Regions from separate parts of the Callithrix jacchus genome. Here region 2 is linked to region 1. A link is a contact called in public Hi-C data. All regions are on one chromosome and are shown on one strand. Each heading gives the region's core, a stretch centred on a gene start, on an enhancer-like site or on the middle of the called end of the contact. The rest is flanking DNA. Distances are from core to core; before and after follow the strand shown. Region 1 holds the start of ZEB2 (zinc finger E-box binding homeobox 2). Region 2 holds the start of QTMAN (queuosine-tRNA mannosyltransferase).

Evidence for each region. A called contact is a pair of places that touch in the nucleus more often than the background predicts.
Region 2: a Hi-C map of skeletal muscle shows a contact between it and region 1, with 5 times the contacts expected there. The contact joins the promoter of QTMAN here to the promoter of ZEB2 in region 1. A contact is called at or near these places in 3 of 3 Hi-C or Micro-C datasets (induced pluripotent stem cells and skeletal muscle).

The regions. Positions count from the first base shown.
Region 1 is chr6:85,841,493-85,846,694 of calJac240_pri, forward strand. ZEB2 (zinc finger E-box binding homeobox 2) reads left to right here and starts at 1,482. Exons shown (of 10, transcript XM_078327876.1): 1 at 1,482-1,662; 2 at 4,188-4,329. It also overlaps the pseudogene LOC144576660.
Region 2 is chr6:86,028,456-86,034,363 of calJac240_pri, forward strand. It overlaps QTMAN (queuosine-tRNA mannosyltransferase), which reads left to right and starts at 4,610. Exons shown (of 14, transcript XM_078327881.1): 1 at 4,610-4,821.

The DNA of each region.
Region 1 (5,202 bases), core at 232-2,731:
CACTTTCACTCTTTAGGGGGAAAAAAAGTCTTACAGTTCTTTAAGAAATTGAGCCTGAACCATCCGAGGAAAGGAGATTTCTTCCTTTTCCGATAAATGCCTGTGCTCAGCATCCTCAAATTTGGCTGTCTTTATTTACTTCTATATTAGTTCCAATTATGTGCAGTGTAAACCAGCTTTTTGATTAACAAAACAGCAGAGCATTGGTTAAGAACACTTAAACTTCAAAAAAATTCCCCTGGGAAGTGGGCTCTGAATTGGTTAATAATGTGCAGTACTTGCTAAATTGCTGACTTCCAGATGTGGAAAATATCTTTCTTGTTTAGGACCTATGTAACCTGATTGGATTACGACAGAAGCGTCACGTTGGAAGCTTTTGAGTGATTATTTAATTAACCATACAGTAGAAAGCTGTATTCTCCAGGAAATCCCTTCCATATTTGCATAACCAATCCCTTCAGAGCAAAGGTGGAGTCTTTTCTTTTTAATTTTACTTTAATTGTAATATCAAAAAATATATACTCCAAAACTTAGACCCCATGCCGTTTAATATCATGCTCTTCCTTCCCTGCTAAGTTTCTCTGTGGCCTTTCTCTTTTCTCCTCCTGCCTCCTTACACTCTCTCCCTCACTTTATAGTGAGGTCTCCCTAAGATGTAGAGAGATTCAGAGATCGGGAGTGTTCTATGTTAATTTACTTAGAGATCCTTTATTAAAATGCCAAACTACTTTTTAATATTAGGATCCAATCCAGAAATTCATCACACACACACCCTAACACACATGCCCTAAGATGCCGCTCTCATGCATTTTTTTTTTTTTCTGGCTCTGGTACCTAAAAAGAAAATAATAATAATAATAATAAGAGAAAGGATAGCTAATTTTGTTCCAGAAGCTGTGCTGAGATATCCACAGAATTTGTTGTGCATCTCAGATCTGATCATTAGAGATATCTGTACAAGAAGAGACGATCTGGATTTGAGATTTGAGGACCCGGGATCTTTCCCTTTAACTTTCGCCCCTTAGAGTTCTCCAGTTCTGTGAATGGTGTGCACGGTTTTCCGCCCTGTACTCTGTAGGATTTAGTGATGAGGATAATGATGCCAAAGGCTTGACGGGCGGGCGGGGGGGGGGGGGGGGAGAAAAAGGGAGGGAGGGAGGGAGGGAGGCGAAGGCGAAAGGGAGGGAGAGAGGAAGGGAGGGAGGTGGAATTTCATTTCTTCCACTAAAGCGTTTGCGGAGACTTCAAGGTATAATCTATCCCAGATCCTTTCCCAGAGAGAAACTTGGCGATCACGTTTTCACATGATGCTCACGCTCAGGGCGCTTCAATTATCCCTCCCCACAAAGATAGGTGGCGCGTGTTTCAGGGTCTCTCGTCTCTCTCCTACAGAAAAGAAAAAGAAAAAAATGTCATTAGAAGAGGCGTAACACGTCAGTCCGTCCCCAGGTTTGTGTTTCCTAGAGTGGCCGAAAGAGATCAGTTCTAACCTGCTCCGCAGGAATAACGGTCCTGCCTCCCGACACTCTTGGCGAGGTTTTTGTACAGTTTGCTCCGGGAGCTGTTTCTTCGCTTCCACCTTTTTCTCCCCCACACTTCGCGGCTTCTTCATGCTTTTTCTTCTCACCATTTCTGGCCAAAACTACAAACAAGACTTCGCAGGTAGGTTTTTTTTTCCTCCCATTTTCTCTCATTTTATCCCTTTTTGGTGTGCTCGTCCTCCATCCTCCTTTTCTAATTTTCTCATTTTGAGTAGGGATGTGAGTCTGAAGTGAGAAGGGGTGTCCGTGGGTAGGAATTTCAGGTGGGTTTAGCTCCTTTTTGGAAAGCTTTTCCCAAGAGTGGCTTCTTCGCTTTCTCTTACACACTCCCTCTCTCTCCTTGCTTTTCTCTCCTTTTTCCCTCCCCCAAATAATTTCCCCTGTACCTGTCCATTCAGGTAACCAAAGGTGCCCTTTGCTACCCAGCCTAGGAAAAGTTTTGTTGAGAATTATATGGCTGGAATAAAAACTCATCAAGGGGAGAGGTCCTGCTCTATTTTCGCATCTAGTTCCAATTCATTATATTCAGCAATTAGGACTTGGCAAATACCTGTTAATAATTACAAAACTTGGTCAGTTACAGACCTACAAATTCGGGGGCAATTCTTTCTCTTAGACATGGCAGTTCATCCTCTCCCACCGAGAAGGCTGTTTTCTAAGCAGAAAGTTGTCTGTTTTTGTCTGCTTAGCGAGTTTCATTTCTTTATTTCATTCTTTGTGTGTGTGTGTGTGTGTGTGAAGTAACACCTCACTTCTGTGATTATAAATAAAGAAGTGAAAGTCCTCATGGAACTTGAGTCGTTTACCAAAGTGGGGGGGGGGGGCACTACAGCTGGGAAGAAAACTGCTGTCAGGGTACCAGGGTTTTAAATTAGGATAACTTTTAAAATTGTATTTTAAATGGCAAAGTAATATAAACCTGGATTTAATAGAAGACACATACACACATATATCCCATTCCACACTTTGGCACTGAAAAGTCGAGAGGGAGATAGCAGGAGTTCCCAGGAACAGTGATGAGCCCGGCTAACATGAATGTGTTTATCTCCCACCTACTGATATATTTTACATGCTCCCCCTGTAATGATGAAGGTAAGATTACTAACTCCAGACTTAGGAGTAACAGGCAAAGATAAAGTTTACAGCACAAATGTCCTGTCTCTCTCTCACACACACACATGCTTATAAAACTAGCAACTTACTTTATTAAACATGTATTTATATGCAATCGTGTGTCTCAGGGTGAATACAGAGAGGCCAGCTGTTTCATCCCAGACACTTGTGTGACTATTTCTTTATTTCAGGATTTCCCCTAACAATTTCAAATCAATAGGACAAGGAAAGAAATGATAAAATGTGTCAAACTTAAATTAAAAGTCTCCTACTATGTATGCCTAGGTAAATTTAAGGTGCTTTCTAAAATATCCACTTCCCTTTCTCTCTGCCCCCCTCCCTTCACCCCTCTCAGCAAACGTGTGGAAACTGATACTCACTTTCCAGGTTTTCTGCAAAGCTTCGAGCACAGGAGACAATAGGTGCGGGGCGTGGGGACTGAGTATGTCCGGCAGAGAAAGGGTTAAGGGCCCTTGTGTTACAGTTTGCATCTGTTACATCTTTTATAGCCCCCTGTTTAAACTAATCCTCGAGGCACAGCATCTTCCCTACCTCCACCGAGTTTTCAGGATTCTCTTCCTCTCCTGCCTGCCTCCGAGTTTCCCCTTCTCCAAGTTTTGACAGTTTCAGCTGAAAAAATGCAGCGCCTCTCTCGATTTTTAGGTACAAAAGTTTCGAAGCCAGAAAGGATACGATCATTTAGTAGAGCTTAAAAGTATTGCCGTAGCGGTTGGACTTTCTCTTTCCTTTCTTGAGGGAAAAAAATTTTTTTCTACTAGAACTATTTAAGGGAACCAGTGTGGGGGAGCATGTGTGTGAGTGAGGTGGGGTAAAATACTTAAGTAAATATTGTCAAAGTGGCGGGGGTGGGGGGTAAGGGACAGTGTCCAAAGAGGCTTATAATTATATTTCTTATTGCGGCGTAAAACGGGAAATCTTAATTTGGGGGAGGGGGTGGGGGAAGAGACAGTGCCTCGATAAACTCCGAAAGGGGAGGGGAGGGGGCGCTGGGCGAGTGGGCTTCCTATAATTACTATTATCAATTTGCCCGAGTGTGCTTCATCCAGGGGCTGTTTCGCCTTGTTTGTTTGTTTGTTTCCTCTGGGAAATGGGGGTGGGGGGAGATGAGAAAAGATGAGAGCGAAAAGAAAACCTCGCCTCACCCCAAGTTCCCGAGCTTGGGGCTGAGGACTTTTCGGAGGAAAGGGTCCGCCTAGCCCTGAGTCAAGCGGTCTTACTGTACCGCCGTGTGCATTCCCTCATACGGTCAGGAGTTATGACTCATTTTGAAGATGTAATTCTTGTCTCTCTGATCCCCTCGCGGGTGCTACACACCAAACAGTTACAAACACAAAGCGCCTCGGGGCCAAGGCTGGGGGTGGGGGGCGGGGAGGGGGCCGCCGAAGTTTCGCTTTGGCGTTGGGGGGCGCGGATGGGTGCTCGCCGGGGCCCTGGCCCGGCTCCCCTGGGCGGCCAGCGCGCGTTTCAATGGGCGCGGGCGATGCCCACATTGTCGCTGTGTTTGGTTGCTAGATCGAGCCTGCGTGCTGCCGAAGCAGGGCGCCGAGTCCATGCGAACTGCCATCTGATCCGCTCTTATCAATGAAGCAGCCGATCATGGCGGATGGCCCCCGGTGCAAGAGGCGCAAACAAGCCAATCCCAGGAGGAAAAACGGTAAGAAGCCGCTCGAACCAAACTTTTCCGGGCCACTCCGCGGCTCGAGACCCAGGGAGTAGGAGGGGGAAAGGGAAAAGGAACCGAGGCGGCGGCGGCAGCGCCCAGGGCTCCAGGGCGAGCCTCCCTCCGCGGCCGGCGCCGGAGCCCGGCGCGCGCGGCGGCTGGACCGGGGGGGAGTTGGGGAAGTGCGGGGCAAAGTGAGCGTCAGGCGCCCGGGGGCTCCGAACGCGGGGGTCCGGCCAGGGCCCCGCGCCCCCAGTTCCTCTGCACCCCTCTAGCCCCTGCCTCCGCCCTCCCTCCGCCTCCGCCTCCCGCTCCGCTCGCGCCCGGCCCGCCCGGTCTACGGCCGGGCTTCGGCAGCGTCCGGCGAGGGCAGGGCGGGGGCCCCGGCGCCGGGTCGCGCAGGATCCCGGGGCGGGGGCAGGGGTGGCAGAGAGACTGCAAGGGCAGGAGAGGGGACCCGGGGCTGCGCCTCAGCGAGGCTGAAAGTTTCTTGCCAGAGTCGCCCGGCCGCCTCTCGGTGCGCCAAGTAACGGTCCGCGGGCAGCAGGGCCCGGCCCAGCGCGCCCAGACCCCGGGGTGGGAGGGACTCGGCCGGCCCCTCGCAGGGTCCGGCGGGGTCGGTGACCGCTCGGGGATGGGTGACTCCTCTCCAGCAGGCTCTGGCCCCCCAGGCCGGGGACGCTAGGAGTCGCAGGGCGCAGCGAGACTTTTCCCGGCAGTTTCTACTTGGTCTGGAGGAGCCCGTTATCCAGGCTGAGTCAGGAAGGAGGAAGGAGATGGGGGTGCGAAGGGCACACGCAGATCCGAGGTGGGATATTAAAGCGGGGGAGGTGGTGACAGTTTGGTAGGTCCATCTTGGAGAGAGCC
Region 2 (5,908 bases), core at 3,360-5,859, 190 kb after region 1:
CAAATAAAATACACATATCCTTTGCACACTTTGAGTTGTACTGGTTTTTATAGTCAGAAAGTTCACTGCCTCCCTTTCCTTACTTCTTACCTCCTCATTCTATGGAAACTCTTCTCTTGGAGTTCACACATGACATCTTGTTGCTAAGTATACCAGTTTTTCTTTCATGCATATTCTTCTTGACCTTTCTGTTACATTTGAAACTATGGACTCTTTCCAACCAATATTACCTACTACCCCTCTGAAATACCCAATACTTAATCTTGACATTTTCATCTTCCTTGCTAGCCCTGCCATCAACCTTGCTTACCTCACATCACCTCCTGCCTGGATTATCATGCAGGCTTCCATCTGGTCTTCCAGATGCTAATCTCTCCTTCCTCAAATCCAGAATGCCAAAATGACTAATCTTCCAAATTACCTGATCTATCTATCCATCTATCTATTGAGTTTTTTTGGGGGACAGAGTTGCCCAAAAAAAAACTGTTGCCCAGGCTGGAGTGCAACAGTGCAATTCTGGCTCACTGTAACCTCTGCCTCCCAGGTTCAAGTGATTCTCTTGCCTCAGCCTCCCTAATAGCTGGGATTACAGGCATGCACCATCATCCCCAGATAACTTTTGTATTTTTGTAGAGAAGGGGTATCACCGTGCTGGCAAGGCTGGTCTCGAATTCCTGACCTCAGGTGATCCGTCCACCTCAGCCTCCCAAAGTACTGGGAGTACAGGCATAAGCCACCATGCCTGGCCCAAATATCCATAGTTTAACTTGACCTCAAAATCCCTTCTTATCTGAAAGGCCTTACTTACCTCCCCTGCCTCCTTTCCTTCGCGTCACTCCTAGTTGCATATACTCCAGACACACTTGGCTTTTTTATAGTGTCAAATGCACAAAGTTTGACTCCTTCTTAGAGATCTACACTGGCTTACTATCTACCTATTACTCTTCTCTGGATCTTCCATGACTGGTTGTTTCTTTCATTCAAGAGGTAGTTTAAGTGTTCCTCAGAAAGGTCAGTCCTACTCCCTTCACATGCATTCTGACACCTTTGCACATTATTTTCTTCAGAGCACTTGTTACTCTTATAGTTGTATATCTACTTGTTCTTCTCTGTCTCTCCTGAACAGAATGTAACCTCAATAGGAACAGGAGCTTTTTATTTTACTGCCTTACCTCTAATACCTAGAATAGTGCTTAAAGATTAATTAAAAATGTGTTGAATAATGAACTTTATAGATTGTATCACTTCCAATCCATTGGACAGTATTTTTCCATGTTTCTATATAAATATACGATCCAGTTCACATATGTTGTTCTCACTGTCTATGGAACCTACTCTCTATCGTGTTAGGTGCATTGAACTTTTTTCTTCAACCAGATTGTAAGATTTCTTCATCAGAGGCTCTTCCCTTTTTGTACTTTTCTAGGCTTCCACAGCTAGCAGAATTCTGAGTAGAAACATACTGGAATGCATTTGGTACATATTTAACGAACACTTATTATTTCCTCCTATAATATTATATACTGTATTAGTGGGGCTAAAGTAGCAATAAAAATAAGCTGACCGTAAAACACCAGCAGGATCAGGAACAAGGGAAAGTTTCCTTTTTTACCTTCTGATTCTATTTAAACAGTAAACTACAGTTTTCTGGAATGAGGTTGTGATGATGAGGATCTACCTTGGGAAAATGTCTGGCTTCCTTGTCTATCAACTGAGAGGCTGTTCCAGTGAGTGTTGATCATCTTCCAACTCTAAGGTGCCAAGGTCTTTATATCCTGTTATTGACTCTTGCCACAATCCTAAAGTCATCTTGGATTTCATTCTCTTCTTTGATTCCCACACATCCTCAGTGAACCCAAGTCTTTCCTTCGTTGCACTTATGACCAAAGATTCTTATAAATTCTATTTGCTTCATCAGAACCTGACAAGCTATGGTCTTCCGGTCTTGTCCTCCTCTCCCCATCCCAAGTCCACCCAGATTATTTCCTATTAGAATAAATATCTCAGGCTCAAATTTAGGTCCTTTATCAATGACCCTACTCTATTATTTCAGCTAGTTTTCTGTTGTTTCTGAAATGAATCTCCTGCTTTAGCTCAGCGAATCTCCTACTTTCTCCTGTTATTGATGTGCCTATTTTCTTCTTACCGCCTTTAAGCAATTTCCTTTACCTTTTTTCTCTATAAATAAACCTAAATTCTGAATTTCATTTTTTGTTCTTTTCTGTTGTTAAGAAGTCCTCCCTCAGTTTACATGTATTATTTTCCAGTTTAAAATTGGAAATTGATAATTGAATTCTTCATTAATAATGTTGGATTATCATTTTGTGTTTCATATTTTACCTCCCTAGTGATGTTGTAATTTTCTTGGCAGCAAGGACTTAATAATTCTTACAATCAGGCACAGCCGTTGTCACTACTGAGGATGAATGCGTTTGATTGGTTCATGGCTCTGGAGGTCTGGCCAGAATTGTCTGGATCATGCAGATGAACCCTGACTGAGATGAAAGTTGTGCAACAGGAATCCTTGAATCCAGTGGGACAAAGCAGCTTCTGACAAAAATACCTTCCTAGCTAGCGCCAAGTGCAATTTCATACATCACTCAGACCATGCAGGCAAAGCTGCAAAGTCAAAGAATTTTGATGTTAAATAGCTTTATGTAAGTGTTAACTATTAATATGAGCCAGATGCTGGCAGGTATGTGAGACAGAAAGTCTGAATTTGAATCCTGGCTTTGTTTCCAGTTAAGCTGGGTGATATTGGTTAAACAACTTACCCTCTCTGGGCTACAGTTCTTAATCAGATTTAAAAAGATTTAAAAATTTTTTCATTTTAAAATGAAATGATTAGACTCCCAATTATTTTAAGGACCAGATTAATTATAAAATTATGTCATTCTATTTTCAAATCAATGACATGGCAGCCATAACCTTTGGGATTTTTCAGATATCGTGGTTCAATTTAGAATTTTTCCATTTTACAATGGGCTTACCTGGAAGTAACCCCATAAGTTGAGGAGCTTCTTATGACTTAGGATACGGTTACGGTTCCTACTGAATGTATATATATATTTCATACCATCCTAAAGTTGAAAATATTGGAAGTCAAGGACCATCTGATCTGTTGCTAGCATTAAATGCAATTTTGGCTTACAATATTTTTTAACCTACATTGTGTTTATTGGGAAGTAACCGCATGGTAAGTGGAAGAGCATTTTGTACTTCATTCTGTGTAATAGGATTTACTAGTTTCATGTGTAGTCAGGAACACTCACTTTCAGGTTTTGGCATTTACTTCTGTTTCTCAATTTGTGTGAAAGTGGATGGACAGATGGTTTATTAGGCTTTCAAATGTTTACAATGCTGTTGTTCAATTCAACAATGGTTTTAAACTTTGAATGTCCACACAGAGCTGGATTTTGTTTGGAACGGAAGACCGTTTCAACGCTTCAATTTAAGGATAAGAATGTTTACTGACATAACTTAACGCAACTTTGGATATAACTACAAAGGCCTAATCAATTTCCTTTATTTTGGTATGTTTCTTAACTCATTTCCGCATCACAGCCTAACTCTTCCAAGTTGCAGTTTCAAAAATGAAGTTACTTAATAAACAAGACATCCAGTTATATTTGCATGTTTTGTCTTCGCTAGACTCATTTAACCTATACCCTCCTTCCATATACAAAATCCTTTACTTCAGAATCACGGAAATTTAGAAGGAGGGACACATTCTTCACTTTACAGCCAAGAACACCTAGGACTTCCTGGTACTCTTTCTACTATGTATTTTATAAATAAAAGAGCTGAAGTGAAATTAGGTCGCAGGGAAAAAACATCCAACATTTGTGAATTTTAAGCCGCAATAGAAAAATCCCATTCCTTGACATTCAAGTGGCAATGAGAATATTAGTGCATAAAGAAAGTATAGCTGGAATTATGCAAGTCAAACGATGGTCTCCACTGCTGTTGCTTTGCTTTGCGATTTTTAATTGTTCAATGTGACTCTCTTCGTGTAAGTGGGACCGTGAACATGCAGCTGTTGAATACTCAAACTGCAACAGAAGTGTGTGTAGTAGTCAGAACCGAAAGGACGCGAAAAATGCAGTTAAAGGAAAGCATGAGCCTTGCCAGGAGGGATCCGAGGGGGTCCAGAGGTAGGGAAATTAAGACGCCTTGGCACAGCAGTTGTCGAGGAGGTACGGGCTGCAGAGCAGGTAGAGGTGTCAGCAAGAGAGCCGGGAACGCACCGGGGCCCTGAGGCCCCAGCATGCAGGAGAGAGGACGGGGAAAGAAGATGCAAGGGGCCAGGGGTAAAACTGCGGAAGGAAGCCGAGGTCGACCTAGTGAGCAGCACAGACCTTCCAGAAGAAAAGAGAAGGTGACTATGAGAGCTTAGAACGGGACGAGGAGGTTGGGGAAAGAGTATGAAAAAGCTGAAGGGGCGGACGGGGTGTTGACGAGATGGGAAAAGGCGCGCGGGGAGGAGGGGAGCGGAGCGAGGACTGGGGACAGTAGGCAGGTGCGACCAGCCGAGCTCGCGGGCCGGGGCGGAGCTACTCGCGCTGGCGGAAGCGGCCGCTGATTTAGGGACGCTGTGCCGGCAGAGTCCGGGCTGCGCAGGGAGGCGGAGCCTCGAGTGCGCGGGCGGGCAGAGGGGCGGGGCCAACGCCTGACGCGGCCGCAGACCGCGGCGGCCGCGGGCCGGGAGGGGCGGCGGCATTCGCGGCGGTCGCGGGGGAGGGGCACGGCGTCAGCGCGTCGCCGGCTGGGCTGCGCCCGTGGCCAGGAGGGAGAGACGAGGAGGAGGAGGAGGAGGAGGAGGTGAGTAGGCTCCGGGCTGGGGAGCCGCGCGGGCCGGCAGGGAGGCGGGGAGCACGGCCCCTCCCCTCCCCGGCGCCCGCCTCGCGGGGCCGCGCTGCGCGGAGTTCCCAGAGGGGCAGCCGCGGAGGCTGCGGCGCGGGGAGCCGGGGGCGGGGGTTGTGGGGGAGGCGGAGCTGAGAGTCTAGCACTTCCCGGGCGCACGCGCTGCGCTCCCTGCGCGGTGGTCCGCCCCGCGCTCGGAATGCGCCGTCCAGGCCGTTGCGTTTTGTTTCTTCTGCAAACTGACGGGGTTCGAATTGCTTTTTCTTGATGCCTACACGTCGTGCGTGCCGGCTTTCCGCAGCCCGGCGCTCCGCTTCTTACTCGCGCATTCTGCGAGGACGGGTGGGGGCACGTCGCCCTCGCGCGGGAGAAGGGAGGCCGGGCGCCCGGGGTTGGCCTGAGTTGGCTGGGATGCCTGGCCGACCACCAGGGCTGCCCGGCGCTTGGCCCCTTGCAGTGCAAGCCCCGGGCCTTCCTGAGGGTAACCTTGGCGTCTGGCTCCTGGTCGCTCTCGGTTTCGAGACCTCCCCAGCGCCCCACTCCCCTCTGCCAGCTGAGTGTGAAGACCACACTGTGCCCCTCTCCATCCCTTGTCTGAGGATTAAGCGCACAACTTCCCATTTTCATCGGGATCCAGACAGTCCCATTCTGTCCAGGTGGAAAGGTTCTCGAAATTTAAGTCTTGGAAATTCAGCAGCGAAATTTAATACTTTAGTCCCGAAGCATTTTTTTTTTTTTGCCTTCTCTCGCACATACAACTTTTAGAGTCTTCTGATAATTCTGCGGCATTAGGTTATCTTGAGATTCTTAAGTTAACCGCCTTGAGGCCCTGTGATGGCAGGTTCAAAAAGAAGGCTTTTACAATTTTTCCTCCACCCGTATCGCAGTTTGAAATGGAAAACGTGAGTCGATGATTTTCCACGCGAGATGGATTTCAGTTGGCAGCCCCCGGCTGCCGTGGCTCACCTTGGTCATTTGGTACTACCCGGAAGTTGATTTTAAAGCTTAACATAATGGTTAGGTAAAGGAGCTACTGAAAAAGAAG